Linked DNA regions of Sus scrofa: regions 1 and 2 are each linked to region 3. A link is a contact called in public HiChIP or PLAC-seq and promoter capture Hi-C data. All regions are on one chromosome and are shown on one strand. The core of a region is the stretch at or near the end of the contact, and the rest is flanking DNA. Distances in the headings are between cores, read along the strand shown. Region 1 has its middle 28 kb from the start of TRIM8. Region 2 overlaps TRIM8 (probable E3 ubiquitin-protein ligase TRIM8). Region 3 holds the start of SUFU (suppressor of fused homolog).

Region 1 (2,877 bases), core at 252-2,751, 170 kb before region 3:
GATCGATTTTTAGAATAGATCAATTTTTACAGTGCCGGCAACTTGGTGGTGTGGGCCGCGCACGGGTGGAGTGGGCTTGCTGCTGGGAAGAGCACGGGTGCCTGTGATTGCAGGGGCCCTGCCCCGGGAAGCCACCCCAGCTGCAGGGCCCATCCGCCGCTCTGCAGCAGAATGTGTCCTCTGTTGATTGATGGGGGAGGCATGGCAGGAGACTTCTCCTGCCCCGTGTTGCAAAAAGAGCTTGTTTCCCTGAGCCTTAAGAAATCCCCGGCTTCAAATGTGGGAAGGCGAGCCAGAGCGTCCCCTGGCTCCTGAATCGAACTCTGTTCTGAGGCCTGAGCTCAGGGGTTTTCAGAGAATGAATAAGAGGCTGTCCAGTGGCTGGTGGGGCCCACGAGGCCAGCGGCCCTCTCATCCCGGGAGGTAGCCCTTGCTAAACCCACCAAGGCATGTGAGCCGCCTGAAGGTCACTGCAGCCCTCCGTCCCCGGCCTCTCTGGACCAAGTTGTGCAGGTGAGGCTGAAGCATGGCCCGCTTCAAAGGCGGTCTGGGGTGAAAGTCATTAACAAGGCCAGACATGAAAAGGTGCCCCGGGGTGGCTGCGGACAGACCTGTAAGGACTTGCGAAACAAAAGAAGGTGAGCCGGCTGCTCCCCGCGGTCTCCTCTGGCTTGTCCGTCTTATACAGGCACCTCTCGCGCTTTGAAGGGACGCAAAACAGAATTAATGGAAATGTGGCTCTAGCCCTTGAAAATGGTTTTTCCCTCCAAAGAGTGCACCAGGGATGTTATCTGAGGGGCACAGTGTCTGCTCTGAGGTCTGTGATTGGGGAACCCTGCAACGTGGAACTTGGACTCTGGCAGTGCATGGCCTGTGAAATATTTTTGTTCTTTTACCACCAACTTAGGGAACTGTTTGAAAGGCGCCCCCCCTCCCCCGGGCCTCGGCCAGCAGGCAGAAGCCACTTGCCCTCCTCTGGTAACAGCCTCTGTGAATGTTCAGATTTGCTTCTCAGCTAAAGACACAGAGACATTGTGGCTGTCACAGGCTTTCATCTTCCCTTTGAGCCCCGCTGAACCCTCCCTGGGCTCCAGGGGTAGATGAGAGAAGCCTAAAAGATGCAGCGTTTGAAAGCTCCCGGTTGTAAAAACAAAATGCTTCTCAAGTCCCCAGCCCCAGCCCCACCCCCACCCCCGGGCCCTCACCAGAAGACCCAACTTGAAGCAGGAAAGGGGAGGCCGGGTCCCCCATCCTCCCACCCCCTGTGAGTCTTAGTGAGCCTCGCTCCCGCCTCCGGGGCACGAGTGCATCTGAAAGTGCGGGGGAGAGGGTTGGGGGCCAGAGGGCAGGCGAGGCCTGGGCCAGGGGCCCCAGGATGTGTGCTCAGACCAGTTGTGGGAAAAACGCCTTCCCTTCCCTCCTCCCGACCTCCCCGGAGCAGCTCCTTCTGGCTGGCTTCCCCACGCCCAGGGCCGCACACCCTTTCCCCTTCACTCTCCCTTGGTTGCTATGGAAACAAGGGTGTCATTGATGTGGGCTGAGCTGGGGAACATGTCCGCGCACAGCTGAGAGTCAGCGATTGTGCCGCCGGGTAGAAAGGTGCAGGGGTTAAGGTCCGCGGCTCCCCTGCCGCAGTCCTGCCCCCTCCGTCCCTCTCACTTCTCTCTCTCTCTCCTGGCTTTGGACAAATTTCTTGATTCCCCTCTGGGCTAAAGCTGTGGCTATTTTTGCGCAGCTCTGTGCCCCACCCGCACTGTCGGCCACTCCTTATCCGGCCTGGCCTGGAGGGTGACACCATGTCACCCTCGCCAGGACTCGTCCCTTGATTCCCGTCAAGAGTTTGCTTTGATTTCTCTTTCCTTCTCAGGGGCCAGTTCTTACTTCTTTTTATTTTTAGCTCTGCACTCCGTGTGGTTTCAGGGTTCAGTCTGATCCATCGAAAGGTTCTTTTTTTATAATCCCTTTTGAAAATGATAATCAAAGGAAGGGACGTGGTATTTGGTCATGTGGAAAATTCAATGTATAATTTAGACGTCTGTCAAAAATCCGACAAATAAAATTTAGCTGAAACGAAGGCAGCCTGGAAAGTGTCCTGTCCTTCGCTGGCACTTGGGGAGGGGAGTGGGCCTGTGGGGAGCTTGTCCTCTCAGGGCTTCTCATCGCTCAAGGTGCTTTCTTCAGAAGGCTGTAACCTGAACACTGGCGATGGCGAGAAAAAGAACCCTTTCTGAAGCCCCTCCTGCACACCAGACACTTCATATACATCATGGAGCTGTTGTTAGTCCCACTTTGCGGCGAAGAAAACTGAGGCTCGGGCCTGGGTTAAGGAATTTGCCCAAGATCACAGAGCCATTAGTGCCGGCCAAGCTGCCTGCTCTGGAGGACAAAGACAATAACAGCCCGTTTCTCAGCCTTCCAAGTTCACACCAGGGGTCTCCTCTGATCAGCACTGCTCCCCAGTGGGGTCCCTGTCCCAAATATTAAGTGTCCTCACGGTGGCACAGCCATAAACTTTGTACCATCCTTTGCACAGACAGAAAAAAGAAGTTGGGAAAGTTGGGGCTGGCCAGGATACTGGCCGTGTACCTCGTTCCTAAAACTGGATTTTCCTCTTAGGATTCAGAGAGGGGAATAAACGTGCCCTAAGCCACACAGTAGGAGGCAGAGTGGGCTCTGGTCCAGGGCCCTGCCCTCGGGAAGAGAGCTTGTCTTCCTTCCCCTCCGGCAGCCTCACTTCAGTGGCCTAGACACCTACCAGCCTGGCTGGTCCCAAGCGCCTGCCTTTAAAGGCAAGCTGTTGGCAAAACAGAGGGGAGTTCGAGGTGGGAAGAGAGAGAAAGGCCAGTGTTGCCAGGTTAGCGAGAGGACCCCCAGTTA
Region 2 (2,700 bases), core at 28-2,527, 140 kb before region 3:
CGACGTTCCTGCCCTGGGAATGCCTCACAGCCCTCTGGAGAGTGACTGGACTCAGCAGATGCATAAGGCTGTGGGGACTTTAGGCTGTATAAAAGCTAAGAAATAATAATAATAAAACCCTCAAGTTACCCTTGAAGAGAAACAAGGTCAGGTGGGACCAGGGCCCCAGGAGCTAGCTGGGCCAGAGCAGGGGCCACCAGCAGCCCCTGTGGGGAGGGGGGGTGCTGGGGTTGGGGGGAGAGGGCGCTGGGCCATTGGAGCACTCCGTCCTGCTCAGATCCCTGCCTGGATGACTCTCGGGCCAGCTCTGGATGCAGCCCCTGCTCAGAGCTACCCCATCCTAACCCTTCCCAGCAGCCAAAGCCGCCCTTCCCTCTCCCATGTAAGCCCTGGTCCCAGAGTACTCCTTCCTCATCTCAGAGCCGCTTCTGCCTGCCCCGGACGCCCCCTCAGAGGCTTCAGCCCCTGCCTGGGGCCACCTCGTGGACCCCCAGACTGGGGGCAACCACAGACCCAGAAAAAAGAGGCTGGAGGGCAGGAGGCCGGGCAGGGAGAAAGGCAGCAGCTCGGAGGCAAGCCTAGGCAGACCCCAGAGAGGGTTTCCCAGCTGCGGAGCGGAGTTAGCTTTTGCCATGCAGAGAGCAGCGCTCTGGGGCAGCAGAACAAAGAGGCGAGAGAGAAAGCCCCCCTTTGTCTGGCTTTGAATGCCAGGCCAGCCGGGAAGGAAGGCTTTCCCAGAGCCAGGGACGAGGCCAGCCAGGCCTGCCTGCTCGGTCCAGGGCTGGGGCCCAGGCAGGGCTCACCTTCTTCCTACGCCCACCCGCACTGCCCCCAACACAGCATCACAGGATCCATCCAGCTTCTACCTCCAATCCCCACAACAAGCTCACCCGAAGGTGCATCCCGGCCTCCCCCCGCCAACCGCCTCGCCAGGTGAGAAAGTCACACAGGACTCACATCCACCCACCCACCCGCCACTGCCAGGCAGGCAGTCACTGGCCGGCATGCGTGCACACTCAGCTTCAACTCGCAGGTGTACAGCAAGCGGGGCACCCTCCTCTCCCTCACACACACACTCGCACGTCTTCCCAGCCCTGCAGCTACACACAAGCCGACTCTGTCATTAAGTCAGTCACTCACGCAGTACCTGCTCAGAAACATACACGTGAGATGCCAAAAAAGGAGTCCCGTGTGAGTTGCACAATCAAGTACAGCGGTTACACACAGCACGCAAACACCTGCACGCAGACATGGACGCACAGGCACCCAGAGCTGCAGGAGGCAGAGGAATCAATAGGGCGTACATGACAGGCGCCTGGCTGTGTCAGCAGCATCCGGGGGTGGAGGTGGGGGGCTGGGCCTCTGCCTCAGGCTCCTCTCTGCCCAGGACCCAGGGAGGAGAGCCAAGTCGGGCCCCTGCTTCCTGATCCTTCGAGATGGTCAAGGAAGGAGCAGCTGCAGGACCCTCACACCTCCTGTGCGCACACACACAGCCTCCCCTCCCCCCGCCAAGACCTCAAGAGTACAGTCAAGGGGTGGGCGGTGGGAAGCCGTGGATCTGCGCTACCTGAGTCAGACCGCAGCCACAGCCCAGCTCTAGCTGGGCCAGGGCAGCCCTCACTCCCAGAGCCTCCTGGGAGACAGACACATGGTGCAGGGACCCAGTGCAAGCCCGCCAGGCAGGGACAATGTGAGCAGGGCAACTTCACCCCAAGTAGCTGCCAACCCCAAACATGCCCAAGAAGTATGATCCCAACCCCAGAGAACATCTCCTCCACTCTAAACCTTCAAGAAAGCAAGGAACAGGGTCATGGGGACATTCCCAACCTCAGTCTGGGGTGCTAAGAATGACCCAGGGGCACGACTATGACCTGAACACACACACCCACATCCACCCTGCAGAGCCCTTCAGACATAACTAGGCCTGATCTCCAGTCTTCTTTCCACACTGAGGGAGGTCATGAAATAGGGGTGCTCCTAGCTATACCAGTTGCTCACATGATCCCCTAAGCCTCGGGGCTGGAAGAGGGTCTGAATACCCAGGGCTGCCATGCCTGAGCCCACCAGGATATCCCAGTCTTGGGCCCTTAGCCTCCCGTAGCCTCAGAGAACATATTTGGGGTCCAGGCGTGTCTCAGAGAGGGTCTCTGGGGTCTACCCAGTGGGCATTCAGGCCTCAGGGCAAGTGGCCTCACAGTGGGTTTGCGGGGGCAGAGTAGGGCTAGGACTTCCAAGGCCTGACTCTGAGACCCCCTGCTAGACCCCCACTGGCCAGAAGTCCTGCTCACCTTTCTGCTGGCCCATGTAGGTGCTTTGAGTATGAGGGTGGGGAGCCAGCAAGGGGATATTGATCGGGGTTTCCTATTTCTGGCCAACAGGGCATTTCAGCAGCCCCTGGCCCTCACCTGGGACAACAGAAGAGGAAGCACAAGAAGCAGAGCTGTATTTTCAGGCATGTGCCAGGTTGCCATGCTATCTGATGTTGCCTTCATCAGACAGACGCCCTCCCACAAGGAAAAAGAGGCCCAGGAAAAGGCCCCTCCTCAGGCTGGGCTAGAGAGGATGAACTGAGTAATGGGTTCTTCCATTCAGGTTCCCTGTGGCTCACCCCCTCCCCCAAGGGTGGGGCCCCTCTTCTTCCTCCTTCAACACATCCAACCCACAATGAGCGGCGCTGGGCCACTGAAGGGTTTCCAACTC
Region 3 (2,700 bases), core at 20-2,519:
TCTCCTAATCCCAGTTTACCCTGCATCCACCCCCCTCGTTAACCCTTCGCTACCCAAAGGCTTCGTTAACCCCTTTGTCCCCATTCCTAACTTGAGCCTTAACTTCTTCCCTCTCAGCAGGAAGCCCTCCTTCCAAGTGCTTTAACCATTCTCCTTCCCCCTCCTCTTCCCCGCAAACTACTTCGCCCTCGGCGCTTTAACCCTTCCCAGCCCGCCCCTGTCCATCTCCCCACGGCCCAAGACATACCAGTACTTGACGATAGCGGTAACCTGGAGCGGGTTCGGCTGGTCAGGGTAAAGGCGGCGGCACTCTCCGTAGATGGCGTGCAGTCCCGGGGGGAAGAGAGAGGCGAAGGCCGGAGGGCAGTAGGGCCAGGGGCCGGGGGCGCAGCGGGGCCGGGGGCACCGCTAGGCCGCAACTCCGCCATCGGGGCGCGTAGGGCGCTGGGGGGACCGGGGAGGGCAGACGACGGGGAGAGCGCTGACGCGCCAGCAGGCGGACTCCCTGGGTGCGACTCCCGGAGGCGATGGGGGCTGCAGCGAGGTCTAAGCTCCGCGCCTGCGCAAGGCGCACCGTCCGCCCAGGCAAGCGACGGCCAGAGGGTGCCTCGGGGGCCGCGGGGCGCTCAGGGGGGCGGGGCGGCGGCGCGCCCTATTCCGACATCCATTGGCTAGTATCTTTGCCAGTCACAGGTGGGAAAGGCGTGACTTGACAATAGGTCCCGCCTCCCTCTCCCTGTTTAAGGGGTGTCCCGAAGCTCTTGGCCTCCCCTAGTGTTAGGAGGAACTCAGGTTTAAATAGAGATGCTGGCGCGTCTTTCTGAGGTGCTAGGGTCGCACCAAAGCGCTGGGAAGTGCGTGGGTAAAGGGCTTGTAATTGTTCTGCGGTCACTCTAAGAAGGATTGTTAAACAAATCTGGCAATGGATTGATTCATTCGTTCGTGTAGCATTAGTTTTAACAGTAAAAATCTGAATGTTTCCTACCGTCTTTGAATGTCCATTGACCAGATTGACACCAACACCGCCAAACTCGAGGGTCATATGTTGAAATATCTATTTTGAATTTCTGCTAGAAAGTAACAGGACTTAGATAAATTAGGATCGATTAAATATCCTGACTAAAGGGTCAGGACTATTAACTAAAGGGTCCTTGCAACTTGAAGGGCGGGAGGAAATACTCTAGACACTGGGCTCAATTAGAAAGCAGTGATGGAGTTCCCGTCGTGGCTCACTGGTTAACGAGCCCGACTAGTATCCATGAGGACTCGGGTTCGATCCCTGACCTTGGTCAGTGGGTTAAGGATCTGGTGTTGCCGTGAGCTGTGGCGTAGATCACAGACTGGGCTCGGATCCTGGGTTGCTGTGGCTGTGAAATAGGCTGGCAGCTACAGCTCCAATTCAACCCCCAGCCTGGGAACGTTCACATGCCGCGAGTGCGGCGCTGAAAAGACCAAAAAAAAAAAAAAGAAAGGAAGAAAAAAATAGAACCTCTTTTCGCTTCCATTTTCTCATTCATCAATGTGAATCCTTATGAAAATTAAAGATATGCTAGAGCAGTTCCTGAAGCTGGAAGATGAACGTCGTTTTAATGGCCAAAATATCATCTATACCAGTAGCGCCAAATGCCAGTCTTTAGATCAATGTTAGCATGTTGCATTACAACTATCCAGGAAAAAAATGCAAAAATCAACAAAAATGTTCTTTTACCGCAAAAGCAAATTTTATGTAATTTAAACTACTTTCCTCTATTCTCTGAATATGTTCCTCCCTGTGTATTTGTGTGTATTAGAAGTTACTTTTATTAGAGTGCTATAGTGATATATGTTTGTTTTTTTTTTTTTTTTTTTTTTTTTTTTTGGCTTTTTTTTTGTTGTTGTTGTTGCTATTTCTTGGGCCGCTCCCGCGGCATATGGAGGTTCCCAGGCTAGGGGTCCAATCAGAGCTGTAGCCACCGGCCTACGCCAGAGCCACAGCAACGCGGGATCCGAGCCGCGTCTGCGACCTACACCACAGCTCACGGCAACGCTGGATCGTTAACCCACTGAGCAAGGGCAGGGATCGAACCCGCAACCTCATGGTTCCTAGTCGGATTCGTTAACCACTGCGCCACGATGGGAACTCCATGATATATGTTTGTTAATGTCTTATAGACCCATATAAAAATATGGCAACCTTACGTTGTCCAGGGGAAGTGGTGGAGAGTGGCAGGACTGATCTGTAAAAGCCAAACATCCACAAGTTACTGATCAATCCAAACCGAACTACAGACAAATACTACATACTTCAGGAGGCACTGGGAATCCCTCCCAATGGACTACAGATTCTGGTAGGCAATGCAATCAGCGTCCCTTTCTATTTAATCTATAGAGACTACAAAGCCCAACACACCGTGCGCCGGAAACGCGATGCCGTGTCACTTACACTAGGCGGGGCTCCGAAGCAGCTAAATACAATGCAGAGCCTTCTGGGTATTGTAGTTCTTCGAAAGCGAGGTCGGGCCGCTCCCTGGCCGTCCGGTACTGGAGGCCAGACTGCGCATGCGTTTCAGTGGCGTTAGCGGCAGACCGGTCTGGCAGTTCCTTCCTCGGAAGGAGAGATTCCTCTGCCATGGAGTCCTACGATGTGATCGCCAACCAGCCTGTCGTGATCGACAACGTGAGTTGCATCCCCCTAGAGGGACTTATGCTCTCCTCCTCGAA

Evidence for each region. Promoter capture Hi-C pulls out the DNA fragments that hold promoters and counts their contacts. HiChIP or PLAC-seq counts read pairs in DNA pulled down with a chosen protein or histone mark.
Region 1: a contact with region 3 is called in an H3K27ac HiChIP or PLAC-seq map of alveolar macrophages. The contact joins the enhancer-like site here to the promoter of SUFU in region 3. A contact is called at or near these places in 1 of 5 promoter capture datasets (fetal liver), 7 of 47 Hi-C or Micro-C datasets (alveolar macrophages, embryonic fibroblasts, epiblast stem cells and 4 more) and 2 of 2 datasets of contacts at active chromatin or transcription factors (alveolar macrophages and skeletal muscle).
Region 2: a promoter capture Hi-C map of fetal liver shows a contact between it and region 3, with 3 times the contacts expected there. The contact joins the enhancer-like site here to the promoter of SUFU in region 3. A contact is called at or near these places in 3 of 5 promoter capture datasets (fetal liver, fetal skeletal muscle and liver), 7 of 47 Hi-C or Micro-C datasets (alveolar macrophages, embryonic fibroblasts, epiblast stem cells and 4 more) and 2 of 2 datasets of contacts at active chromatin or transcription factors (alveolar macrophages and skeletal muscle).

Annotation. Positions count from the first base shown.
Region 1 is chr14:113,664,460-113,667,336 of Sscrofa11.1, reverse strand. No RefSeq gene overlaps it. Among named protein-coding and RNA genes, the nearest start is that of TRIM8, 28 kb to the right of the region's middle. Within about 2 kb of position 1,501, at least 46 of the 83 cell types and tissues checked have an H3K27ac peak or open chromatin away from gene starts, as enhancers often do. A contact at or near this core is called in alveolar macrophages, fetal liver and skeletal muscle, where this site is marked.
Region 2 is chr14:113,641,293-113,643,992 of Sscrofa11.1, reverse strand. The region is part of intron 1 of TRIM8 (probable E3 ubiquitin-protein ligase TRIM8); the gene reads right to left. Among named protein-coding and RNA genes, the nearest start is that of TRIM8, 5.2 kb to the right of the region's middle. Within about 2 kb of position 1,277, at least 20 of the 83 cell types and tissues checked have an H3K27ac peak or open chromatin away from gene starts, as enhancers often do. A contact at or near this core is called in alveolar macrophages, fetal liver, liver and 2 more, where this site is marked.
Region 3 is chr14:113,498,570-113,501,269 of Sscrofa11.1, reverse strand. SUFU (suppressor of fused homolog) reads right to left here and starts at 1,269. Exons shown (of 14, transcript XM_021072750.1): 1 at 368-1,269; 2 at 248-365. The coding sequence starts at 428. It overlaps ACTR1A (alpha-centractin), which reads left to right and starts at 2,476. Exons shown (of 11, transcript XM_001928877.5): 1 at 2,476-2,656. The coding sequence starts at 2,609.